2 separate regions of the Mus musculus genome follow, and region 1 is linked to region 2. A link is a contact called in public Hi-C data. All regions are on one chromosome and are shown on one strand. Each heading gives the region's core, a stretch centred on a gene start, on an enhancer-like site or on the middle of the called end of the contact. The rest is flanking DNA. Distances are from core to core; before and after follow the strand shown.

The links. A called contact is a pair of places that touch in the nucleus more often than the background predicts.
Region 1: a contact with region 2 is called in a Hi-C map of extraembryonic ectoderm, with 2.8 times the contacts expected there. The contact joins two enhancer-like sites. A contact is called at or near these places in 9 of 15 datasets of contacts at CTCF or cohesin (CD8 T cells, the NIH/3T3 cell line, embryonic stem cells and 4 more), 157 of 484 Hi-C or Micro-C datasets (the 4T1 cell line, 8-cell embryo, the AtT-20 cell line and 77 more), 21 of 115 datasets of contacts at active chromatin or transcription factors (the 230-238 cell line, Th17 cells, astrocytes and 13 more) and 1 of 9 other capture datasets (embryonic tail).

The regions. Positions count from the first base shown.
Region 1 is chr11:83,916,246-83,922,325 of GRCm38.p6, reverse strand. No RefSeq gene overlaps it. Among named protein-coding and RNA genes, the nearest start is that of Ddx52, 23 kb to the left of the region's middle. Within about 2 kb of position 2,560, at least 14 of the 459 cell types and tissues checked have an H3K27ac peak or open chromatin away from gene starts, as enhancers often do. A contact at or near this core is called in extraembryonic ectoderm and sperm, where this site is marked.
Region 2 is chr11:83,817,461-83,823,840 of GRCm38.p6, reverse strand. It overlaps Gm12576 (a long non-coding RNA gene), which reads left to right. Exons shown (of 4, transcript XR_388929.3): 3 at 3,398-3,533. Among named protein-coding and RNA genes, the nearest start is that of Gm38934, 9.6 kb to the right of the region's middle. Within about 2 kb of position 3,335, at least 41 of the 459 cell types and tissues checked have an H3K27ac peak or open chromatin away from gene starts, as enhancers often do. A contact at or near this core is called in extraembryonic ectoderm and sperm, where this site is marked.

The DNA of each region.
Region 1 (6,080 bases), core at 1,311-3,810, 99 kb before region 2:
CATTTGTAGAAGCAATACCATAGATACTTAGTTTGAGAATTCAATATTAAGAACTGTAAACATGAATATGGTGTTGTGTGTCCCACGGAGCCCTTCTGAGCCCTCTCTCTGTGTTAATATATTTCATCATAACCATAGTCCTTTATGGTGGATGCTGTTTTGATCCTTGTTTTATGGATGAGGAAAACAAAGCACAGAGACAATGCTTAGTGAAGGGTGCAAGCTGAAAATGGCAAGGTGGGCGGGACTCCAGTGAGCCCTGCTGCAGTATCTGGGCTCTCAGCTGTCGTGCTGCCCTTTCTATAGCTGTGAAGTCAGGGCTGTGGATGCCCTTTGTGTGGGGTCCACAGCCCTAGACCAGGGATTCTAAGAGATATTCTTCATCATCTTATTATATAAGATGTTACCATATAATTATCACACCCAGCATTTTTGTTTTTATTGTGTGTTTTCTGAGACAGGGTCTCATGTAACCCACACTGGCTTCGTATTCACCATGCATCAGAGATTGACCTTAAAGTCCTGATTTTCCTGCCCCTACCTCCCATTGCTAGGATCATAGCGGTGCCCTTCTTAAGAACAGGTTTTTTTTGTTTTGTTTTGTTTCTTGTTTTTTTCTCTTAGGGCATGGTCTTCTAAAAAGTTCCAACTCTATAAAGATGAAGAAGCAGGGTTAGAATATTAACATCCAGTCAGGCAGTGGAGGCTCACACCTTTAGTCCCAGCACTTGGAGGGCAGAGGCAGGCCGATCTCTGTGTTTGAGGCCAGCCTGTTCTACAGAGCAAGTTCTAGGACAGTCAGGGCTACACAGAGAAACTCTGTTTCAAAAAACAAAACAAAACAAAACAAAACAAAACAAAACAAAACAGAGGAATGTTAATACTCTCTGAGTCACATGGGGAGGAATTGGCTGTGTCACAGTAGGAACCCACTTTCGGAGTGACACTTGTGTCCATGCACCTCAAAGCTTCCTATCCCGCACTTCCTTTATCCTGAGCGCATTTCCACAAAGGGCTGGGACACTCTTAGTGCTGCCTTTTGCATGGAGTGGTGGAGGCACAGAAGGTGAGAGTCCTTCTTTAGGGAAAAATTACGTCGTTATAATCATATAGTTGAATGCTAAGTCTAAGACACTTTTCTTTCATTTCAGTGTGTGGTTGTGTGTGTGTGTGTGTGTGTGTGTGTGTGTGTTGTCCAACGCGGGCACTGGGAACCAATCTCAGGTCCTCTGGAAGAGCAGCAAGAGCTCTGGCCTGCTGAGCCATCTCTGCAGTCCCTAGGGCTGCCTTTTGGTCCTTAAATTACAGTTCCTGAAAGGATGTGTGCTTCATCGGCTGTTCAGGAGAAGTAGTGTGTGTGTGTGTGTGTGTGTGTGTGGGGGATGTTGGGAGAGAGTAAGCCCTATGGTTTCTCCATTTCCAATACTGACAGGCATGCCCCCTCCTCTGTGCGTGTGGCTGTGTGAGTTTATATGTACCAAGCGAGCTCAGGAACTGGGAAGTATAGAGTTGTAAGTAGCTAGATATGGGTGCTGGGAATTGAACCCAGGTCTTCTGGAAGAGCAGAAAGTACACTTAACCACTGAGCCATCTCCCCAGACCCTGTGCTGTTCTGCCACACCCTTCTCTGGCCTTTGCTTTCAGACCAATTATTAATATTGGCTTTCGGAATAGAAGTTAAGATCACATTGGTAGCTTCTGGGACGATTGGGATATGTAGATTTTCATACATGCTCCTTTACAGAAATCGCATACATCTGGTACACACATTGCCATGTCCCTGGAAGTCCCTGCGGACATCAGCAGGTACACACTGTAGCCATCATGTCTGGGTGTGATAAGGCTCGTCACAGCTTGCTCTGGAGGTAGGTGCAGCCTGTTCTCTCTGTCCAGAGCCGTCTTCTCTAAGGTGTGGGATCCCATTTCCCATCAGGCCTGACTCACACATTCCCCTGTGCTTGGATCAGCAGAGTGAGCTGTGGGGAATGGCTACCTCAGAGCAGGCTTCCATGTTCAGGTCTGGCTTCCTGGCCTGCAGTCCTCCAGCAATGATGCCGGGATGCTTTCTCAGGTCAAAAGGGAAAGCATTGTTGCTGCGCTGTGGCCTGGCAAACATTGTTGCTGGCTTTGAAGTCCCAGGGGGGATTTGCTCAGGCCAGAGTTGAGAAGCTAAAGGAGAGGCCTTGCTATGTTTGTTAACTCCAACTACACACGAGGCCTAGCGTGTTTGATGTCTCCGAAGAGCAGCAGGAGGAGGGAGGCACAGCCTGGGGGTCCTCTTAGAGACCTCTTCCCCCTTGTGCTGGGCTTGCAGTCCTACCTAGGAGCGGGACCTAGGGAAGGTCCAAGTCCAGAATGGTTAGTGACGGGCCTTCACCGGGAAGGAATAATTGTTCCCTTTCTTCAGGCTGCTCTGTAGGAGTGTGGGTCGGGGTGAAGGCTGCTTCCCTTGGCCTCTGGAGGCATGAAGAGGGGATGAGGATTAGAGGAAGATCTGAAAGCAGAGACACGGCTGCAGTTTGTGTTGGCAGGGGACAGACAGGTACATCCGCTTTGCCTTGAGGTCTCAGCTTGCCGTCTCCTTTCCTTTCCCATCCTCTCCCTCTCTGATGGTAGCATCACAGTCCCCCTCCCTCTCTGTGGGAAGTTCACTATTTTCCAGGATCTTGCCATCTTGCCTCAGTAGTCCTGCCTCCAGAAGTGCTAGGTAATGACCAGAAGCACTTGCCAACAGCAGGAAATCAACAATAAGTAGGATGCAGGCCAGGACAATGCTCCGATGGCTGGCTCTCTGGGCTTGTCCTAGGATTTCACCAGGTGACAAAGCATGTTTACCACCTTTGCTTGTGGGAATGGGGCAAGAAGGAAAGCACTGTAATTAATGAGTTCAATGTCCCATATGGCAATTTAGTCAGAAATATCTCTACCCTGCTTCCAACTCTCCCATCCGTGCATCCTAACTGTACGCACGATTCTAACTGTTGCTAGATTATCCCTCCTGCCCTCATTTCCAGACTGTTCCTACCTGTATACCCCTTTATCCAGATCCTGCAATTGAGAAAAGCTTGTTTATGATAAGGCCTTGAAATCAGGAGTTATAGATCCTGCCCAGGACAGCTGCCCTATCTGTGTACTAGGTTGTGGAAGGAGGACCGGCTGCTTGTGACCTATTCCTCGTCTCCCCCCACTCCCAGCTCCCTGCAGCTCCTCTGCAAACATGGGACAATGGACAAGTGGGAGTTACCTGTCTCAACAGGTGTCTTCTGGGCCTCACTTTCCTACAGGGTGATGGGAGGGTCACCGTCAGCCCACCCACCACAGGCATTCCTGTGATTGTGATGGTCCACCTATGAGCATGACCTTTGTTCCTCCGGATATCTTTAGCTACAGGAAACTGAACCCACCTTGATAGCTTTAAGGGTCTTTGGGATGTGTGTGTGTGTGTGTGTTGTTGTTGTTGTTGAGGAGGTCTTGAGCATATTAATCAAGTATTGTACCAGGAAGCCACATCCTCCAGCCTTAAGACTCTTTCTGTATCCATCACTGAATCCCTCTGCCCAGCGGAGTGCATAGACTATAACCATATAAATATTTGTGATGATCAGGTGAACACTGTTATCTCGTTACCCACAAATATTTACCAAAAGCGTCCCTGTGTAGTGACTCCACTAAGCAGTAGGGGCACATGGGCTAATGAGATACTGTTTTCATCCTTAAGGAGACTCAGAGGTACTTTACCTGCCTGAAGGTCAGAGGAGGGAGCTGCCGGGGGCTGGGGAACCTACTTTGGTGGTCAGGAGCCTGGGCATATTTGTTTCAGAGTGAACTTAGACAAGATACCCCTGAGCTGGAGACATATCTACTTATTCTCAACCTCAGAACAGTCCAGAGTGGAGCTGATTTCAATGACATCCTCTCAAAAATATAGATAAAAGTCATTTCTGGAGTTAGGGAAATGGCTCAGTGGTAAAACAGCTTTCTCCGAAAGCATGAGGACCCGAGTTTGAGTCCCTAGCACTCACATAAAGACTGGGGCATGACTCTGTGTGCCTGTGTCCTCAGCACTGTGGAGGAGAGACACACAGATCCTGGGGGCTCCTGGGCTAGCCAGCCTAGGTGAAGCAACTCAGGTTTAGTGAAGGATGATGTTTCAGGGGAATAAGATAGAGACAGAGGAAGAGACTCAACATCACCCTCTGACATCCAATTGCACACACACACACACACACACACACACACACACACACTGAGAGATACACAGAGGTACAGACAGACAGGCAGACACACAGATATACACCCATACACACAGACACACAGACACACAGACACACACGCACAGATACTCTTACACACAGACACACATAGCACAGACATAGGTACAGACATACACACAGAGAGAGACAGAGACAGACAGAGATAGACAGAGAGAGAGACAGAGACAGAGAGAGAAACAGACACACAGACATACACATAGACACACAGAGAGACACAGACAGACAGACACACACAGACATTCACTCACATACAGATAGACAGACACAGATATACACACAAAAAGACACACACACACACACACACACACACACACACACACACCCAGATTAATTTCTAATGTCTCTACTTGGGAAGAAATTATCTAGTCTTTCTATCCAGGAACCAAAATAAGTAACAACCTGATCAACAGAGTGAGTTCCAGGTCATCCAGGCCTGTATAGTGAGACTCTATCTCCAACAGCAACAGCAACAGCAGCAGCAGCAACAGTAACAGCAACAGCAGCAGCAGCAACAGTAACAGCAACAGCAACAGCAGTAACAACAACAGCAGCAGCAGCAGCAACAGCAACAGCAGCAACAACAACAGCAACAGTAACAACAACAACAGCAGCAGCAATAACAACAACAACAACAACAACAACAACAACAACAACGACAAGCCCTCCCACAGAAACATAAAAACTAAATCAGCGAAATTTACTTCCCTGGGCCCTGGTTGCCCTGCCCTTGTCATCTGTACCCATGTTGCTTTGTCTGGGCTTCCTGTCACCTGGAGGCAGCAAGAAAAGAGGAGTTGTCTGTCCTGTCTGTCCGGAGCTCCTCCCAAGGCATGCTTACCAGTGTCTCATCCATATGGAGAGCTGCTGTGGTCACTGAGACAGGGACTAACACAAGGGTATCCACAACATTCCAGATGAGAACCTGGGAGGCAAAGGAAAGCGACAGGATAGTCAGCCCAGATGATGGAGGGGGCTCTTGCTCTACCAATGACATCAGTGCACTGAGGGGACCTTTACAGTGTGAGGAGAGGCTAGTGGCACATTCCATTTCTGTGTGGCTCCTTTGAGCCAGGGCTTCTGAGGGAATGCCTGCTACTCAATGGACCCAGAGCGGTACAAAAAGCAAATTTCTTTGAAGCTTTGTAATTTATCTTTAAGGTGAATTTAAACTTTATGTCTTCTACCATGACCTATACCATGACCTATCAGCTTGCTTTGACTTAAAAGACACAGCAAAGGATTATTTTGCTCTGGATCAAATGGATACTCTAGGAAGAGAAGCAGCTTTTCCTGTGGCTTCTTTTTGATTGTTTTGTTTTAACTTGTTTTGTTTTTCCAGACAGGGTTTCTCTGTGTAGCCCTGGCTGTCCTGGAACTCACTCTGTAGACCAGGCTGACTTCAGACACAGAAATCTGCCTGCTTCTGCCTCCCGAGTGCTGGGATTGATTTCTGTGGTTTCTTGGGGACCTTAGCTCACTGTCCTGTACCCTCCCTTGAGCAGCTTAGTATTAGTGACATTTGGCCAAGCCACATGTACTATGTGCAAGAGTGGGTCTCTAACAACTTGCATGGCCCACGCCTTTGCTTTCAGACCACCTAGTGACTTAACGTGTTGTGTGTCATTGTGACTCTGCACTCCTCCAACTGAAAAACCACAGGACTGTCCCTTTACCTGTGGGTTTATCCTGGTACTTTTAGCAGGGTATAGGAGTCTTGTGTCCAGGAACTCTACTCTTCAAATGCCTGGGACACTGGCTTTAATTCTTTTGGCTGGCTGGGTTTGGTGGTATATGATCTATCATATT
Region 2 (6,380 bases), core at 2,086-4,585:
TTCCTACTATAAAAATCTGGATTAAGGAAAATAACACAAGACCTGTTTATTTCCAAATACATTATTAAGTAGGAAAAAAGGTCTCAGATTCAATGACAGGTATCGGGAGTTAAATTTTTAAGATTATTGTTTTAATTGTGTGTGTGTGTATGTGTGTGCATGCACACATGCATGCATGTGTGCTCATTGTAAGCCAGAGGAGTTGGATTCACCCTGGAACTGGAGTTATGAGAAGTTGTGGGCTGACAGAGATGGGTACTGGGAACTGAACTCAGGTTCCTGAAAGATCAGGACACACCTTTACCTACTGAGTAAAGGTTCTCCAGCCCTAGAAGTTGTTTTAAATAGTCAGTGGAGGCATGGAAGACAAACTCTGAGGACAGAGAAAAGTGGAAATGGCCTTAGGATGCAGGAGTTAAGACTGAAAAAGCACTCCTGCATAGGAAACATGCAAGAAGCCTCCATGCCCAAGACTCAAGTAAAAAAAATAGACACTGAACAAAGATGTCTACCCTGACCTATCTAGAGTGAAGGTGTGCTGTTTGAATCACAACAGCCAGGCTGTGTAGTAAAGCAACTGGTTCATATGCCTGAACTCCCCAGGGCCCAGCAGAGGTGAAACTGTACTGAAAGTGCCTGCTGAAGAAGAACTCACCAAAAATTACAAGCTGGGCTGAACTGGAAGGTAGCTCAAGGGTAGAACATGTCCCTAACCCCCAGGCTCTCTGTCTTTCTGTCTGTGTCTGTCTCTCCCTCTCTCTGCCTCTCTCTCTCTCTCTCTCTCTCTCTCTCTCTCTCTCTCTCTCTCTCTCTCTCTTTCTCTGTCTCTCTCAGGAACAAGCACTCTGATGGGCAGTTGCTAAGAGTCAGCAGAAGATTGCCATTGACAGAACAGCAGGTAGCAGAATACGCTGAAAGAGATTAGGAAACATATGTATTTGAAATATTTAAAGCAAGCCAAGAATGGAATAGTAAAAAGGAAAAAAAAGGGGGGGGGGAGGTGAACATTTAAAAGAGAAAATACAGTTACTGAAACTCCAAACTTAAGAGACCAGAAAGATGATGAACAGTTACAAATGAAGAAAGATCTGGTGACCCCTTGTTAGCTAGGGTAGGCAGGCCTATAGTCCCAGTGCAGAGGAGGAGGCAGGAGGGTTTCAAATACCAGGCTGTTGTGTGACAAAACTTTTTCTAGGGAGATGCAGCACACACCCATCTATTCATCCCAGATAGGGAGCCCATGACAGACTCAGGTACAGATACCACCAAAGTCCTATTTAGTAAACCATGAGTTTTATTGGGGCTACTTACAGAAGCAGAAATGACTCAAAGACAGCTGCATCATCGCCTCCCCTCCCCGCCCCTATCATGGATGACAGCTCACAAAGCTGAGAACCCGGAGCACACTGTACAGCCTGCAGGCAGCTCAGCAGGTTGGAGAATGTTCTTTCCAAGAGACTCTAGTCTACATCTCTTGCAGGCAGCCATGCCAGCTTCTGCTTCTCCCAGGCAACTGGTCCGGTCTCAGAGTCCATTTAGCTTGGCTCCTTCTTTGCTTTTGCTTCAGTTCAGGTTGTCTGAGAATCTTGTTGGTGGCTGTTCTTTTCCCCAGGTCTGTTTGATTGTTTGTTTGTTTGTTTGTTTTGTTTTTTTCAAGACAGGGTTTCTCTGTATAGCCCAGGCTGTCCTGGAACTCACTTTGTAGACCAGGCTGGCCTCGGACTCAGGAATCTGCCTGCCTCTGCCTCCCGAGTGCTGGGATTAAAGGCATGTGCCACCACCGCCAGGCTTTCCCCAGGTCTTAAAGGGAAGTTTGAAAAAAAATTTTTAATTGCTTACTCAGGCAGGGAGGAGCCTAGTGAATCTGGTCAGTTTCAGGGAATTCCTGGAGTTATTTTGAGTTATTTACCTTCCTGTTTAAGGAGCTTCCCTGAAGGATAGGTTGTTTCAATCTCAAAGGAAACTGTTACACAACATGGGCTAATCTAGGCTGCAAAATCCTATCTCAAAAACAAAAAAACAAAAAACAAAAAACAAAACAAAACAAAACCGGGTGGTGTGTGTGTGTGTGTGTTTATTTGAAGTAGGGGCTCACTATCTAGCTTTGGTTGGCCTTGAACTCTCCATGTAGTTCAGCCTGGCCTTGAACTCTCAGAGATCCAGTTGCCTGTTTCCTGAGTGCTGGGATAAAAGTTGTGCCCCACCACATCTATCCTCTAAACACATTTCTGACTGACAGCAGATTTCTTATCAGCTACTAAAGATGCCAGAACCCAGTGGGAGTAAACTTGAAAATGCACAAGAAGAACAGCCACTCACATACAGATTCATAGCTAAGGTGTAGTCAAGACTGAAAACAATATAAAGACTTTTCTCAGATAGAGAAGAGCTTATCTGTCATAATCCCTCAGTGAGAGAATTACTAAAGGATGTGCTTTGAAGACAGCTGATCCTATATGAAGTGGCACTTAAGAACCAACACAAACAAAAAATAAATACATAATTGTATAGTCATATTTAAATAATATTGACTATAAATTATTTCATACAATAATTTTGTTGGATTACAAAAATAAGATGACACCGAAGAACTATAACATGGTACAAACTTGGGAAGGACTGAAGTTTCTACATCTGGGGGAAAGAAGTTGGAGATATTAACACTACACTAATATTTCAAAGAAGTTGGAGATATTAATATTATACTAATATTTCAAAGAAGTTGGAGATATTAACACTACACTAATATTTCAAGGGTTCTTTACCTAAGGTAGTGAGGGGGACAAGAAGTAGAATGGAGGGTTTCCAAACTGAAAGGAAATAAAGTGAGTAAGATTTTATTGTTAAAGTGGAAAGAGAGACATGGACCAAAGAAGTAAAGATTAAAATAAGTAGAGGCTGGAAGGAAGGCTCAGTGGTTAAGCGCAATGGATGCTCTTCCAGAGGACCCAAGTTTGATTCCCAGCTCCCATATGTTGGCTCACAAAGATCTTTAACTGTAGTCCTACCCTCTTTGGGCAACCTTGGGAACCAGGCACAGATATGGTGTTCAGATATACATGTAGGCAAAGCAAAGCTCTCATACGTGTTAAATCAATCAATCAATCAATCAGTCAATCAATCAATCTTTTTTTAAAAAAATATTAAAATGGATTCCACTAATGGAGACAATTCTAATCGGATGAAACCTGACATTTCTGAGCTCACACTTAGTGTCAGACTCTATGCTGGGATAGAAAAGATAAACAACTTCTTCCCTAAGCTCAGTCTAGCTGGGGACAACTAGAAGTGATGTGTCATGAGAGGGCAAGCAGTGCCTGGAGGCTGGGGGTGGCACACAGGGAGGAAGCCAGGGATGGCTTTCTGAAGATGGTGAGACCTTTGCTTCATCCTGAAGGATGAGTGAGAAGTCAGAAGAAATAGCACGTACCAGGCCGGCGTGACAGCTCAGCTCGTGACAAAGGCATGGAACAGGGCCCAGTCTGCTCACAGTCTTCTTTTGTTACGGATGAGGAGTTTGAAGCTCCAAAAAGGTAAGGAGACTGCCCCAGGGGTCGCCCTGCTAATTGGTAGCAGAACTGGAATCTGTCCTAAAGACTCATTCACACACACACACACACACACACCCCTCAGAAGGCCCCCCAGTGCCTTAGGTTTGCTCCAGAAGGGCTAGAGACTGCATGGTGTTGAGGTTTCAGAAGACTTTGAGGAGGTACTGCCTGTGGGTGTGGGTGCTGGATCTGTCTCTGGCCTGTGCCAGGCTGGAGCAGAGCCAGGAACCCGGGCAATTTTCAAGACTGAGCTGCCTGGCTCACCCCAAGGAAGCCTCTGCCTCCAGCCACCTCACCGACGCTGGGTTTAATCATTAACTCCAGGTTCACAGGGCTGAAGCTGGAGTGCACAGGGTCTGGGGAGCAGCCTGGGTCTCCAAGGAGCCAGGAGAAAGATGGCTCAGGAGGAGAAGAAGGGGGCAAAGTTTAGAATGCGCTTGCTCATCCCTGAATGGATACACCCTGAGCACAGGGACAAGGTTCTGATTGTGACTGTCGATTTTGCTGGAGTTTAAACAGTGGTTTTTGTAAGCTTGATTTCAGGGCATCCATTCAATGTTCATTGAACGTTGTACTTCTGTCTGCTGCAGCCTTCATCCTGTGGGATAAGAATTTACTTCTATGAGCATTAAATGTAGCTCATAGAGAGCAGGACTCTTTCTTCCCATCAGCCTCAGTGCCTGGCACAGCCTGGAATATGATCAATGCTGATTAAATATTTGCTGAGTGAATGAAACCCAACTCTGCCTAAAAGTATTTTTAAATGTCCCCTTTAGAAAAGAAATGGGCACTAATTTTTTACTATTACTATTATTATTATTACTATTATTATTATTGAGACAAAGTCTGACTCTGTAGCCCAGGCTGCCTTGGAGCCCTTAGCAACTTACCTGCTTCAGCTCTCCAAGACTGGGGTTACACAGATGAAACATCATACTAACTTGTTTTTATTTTTATTTTTTTGAGGCAGAGTATCACTACATTGCCCAGGTTACAGTCAAACCTGCTACTCTCCTGCTTCAGTTTCTTCAGTGTTGGGACTACACGTTTGCACCATCAAGCCAAACGGCTGATTTTATTTAAAAAAAAACAAAAACAAAAACAAAAACAAAACTTCAATAGAGCAGGACATGGTGGATCATTCTTTTTATCCTAACACTCAGGAGACAAAGGCAGGTGGAGCTCTGTGAGTTCAAGGCCAGTCTCGTCTACATAGAGAGTCCCAGGCCAGCCAGGGGCACAGTGAGACCCTGCCAAACAAACAAACAAACAAACCAGCAGCAATAGTAAAAAGTTCAGTGGAGGTTTGCACTTGTATAGTAGCCGAGTCTAGGTGAAGTCCCCTGGTCTCAAGCAGGTGGCAGTCTTCTCCCCTTTGTCCCTAACGTCTGAGAAAAGACAGAGTATGGCTGAAACTGCTTAAGCGTTCTCCAGACACGGGTGTTATTCAAGCACGAGGCCACATTTGACTGCGGAAAAGAAAGCCCCATGGGGCAATAAAGGTAACTGCCCCTTGTCATTTCTGGGATCTTGCAATGGGAAAGACTGTTAGCAGAAATACTGCTCTGACCTGGGAGTGCAATCGCTTAAAAGGTATTTGTGTATTCTGCCAAAGCAAAAGTCCAAAACCAGACAAACAAACACCACCTTCCGTTTGAGAAGTAAGATGCAGGTGGCAACAAGACTTCTATCTCAGGCTGATTCACCTACTTCCTGGTGGGTAGATACGGCCACATCTTCTTCACATGGTATTTGTGAGGACTTAATGGCTGAATGGCATGGGAAACCCTTGGCAGCTAGAAGATGCTCACACACAGTGCAGATGCCTTCTGTCTCTTGAAAGTAAGATCATCTCCTAGAACCAGGTATGGAGATATAGTCCGCTCCCGGAAGCCATGTGAACGTGGGCATCAGGTCAGAGTTGAGGCTCGCTCTGCTGATGGGGCCTCAAATGTAAACATTTGTTGGTATTGTGTGGCTGTAGGGGATGCTGGGGGAAGAAATTCCCTTTGCAGGAATAGCCACTGTCCTGGAAGAGCCAGAATACCTTGTTGGACCTGGGCCAAGAAAGCTGACTCTCCTCCCCCAGCCAAATCTGTCTCAGGCTGTGGAGGAAACTGGCCAATGTCAGGGAGCCTCCATTGGTGCTGCCTCTGGGTGGTTTACCTTAGCAGGGTGGTGACATATATAGTGTGACCAATTTGCCTTCACCCCATTTTACCACTGGAACGTCCTCAGAGTTCTGAAAGTCTTTTAAGGTTCTAGCTCTCTACCGTAGTCACCATCAGGAGGTAAATCTGTTCAGAAAGGACCCCCGGCATCCTCCTTACCCTCAGCTCAGCCCACAGTTGCTGAGAACTCCCTGACCACCTGATGTCTCTCCCTGCCCCTCCTCCTTTAAGTCTCACCCTCTCACCCTAAAATCTGAGATGAAATGAAAGGTAAATTGCCAAGGGAGGTCCTCTCCCGCGGCAGATTTCCTGTCTTTGCTTGTGAGCACGGAGACCCCGAGTGGGGAGGCCAATGGCAGAGCACTCTCCCAGAACCAGCCCTGGGGTGACAGGTGTATCAGAGAGTAACTCCTTCAATGGTGGGGGAGGGAAGAATTAAAAAAAAAAAAAAAAGAGGAGGTAGAAAGATCCTAAAGGCTGCCCTTGTTTTTCTCTATGCCACCCAACTTGAAACTGCCTCCAGGAACAGAGAAGGGGGGAGGGGAGAAAGAGGAGAGAGAGAGAGAGAGAGAGAGAGAGAGAGAGAGAGAGAGAGAGGGAGAGGGAGAGAGAGAGAGAGAGAGAGAGAGGTGGGAGTGGGAGAAAGAGACAGGGAGGG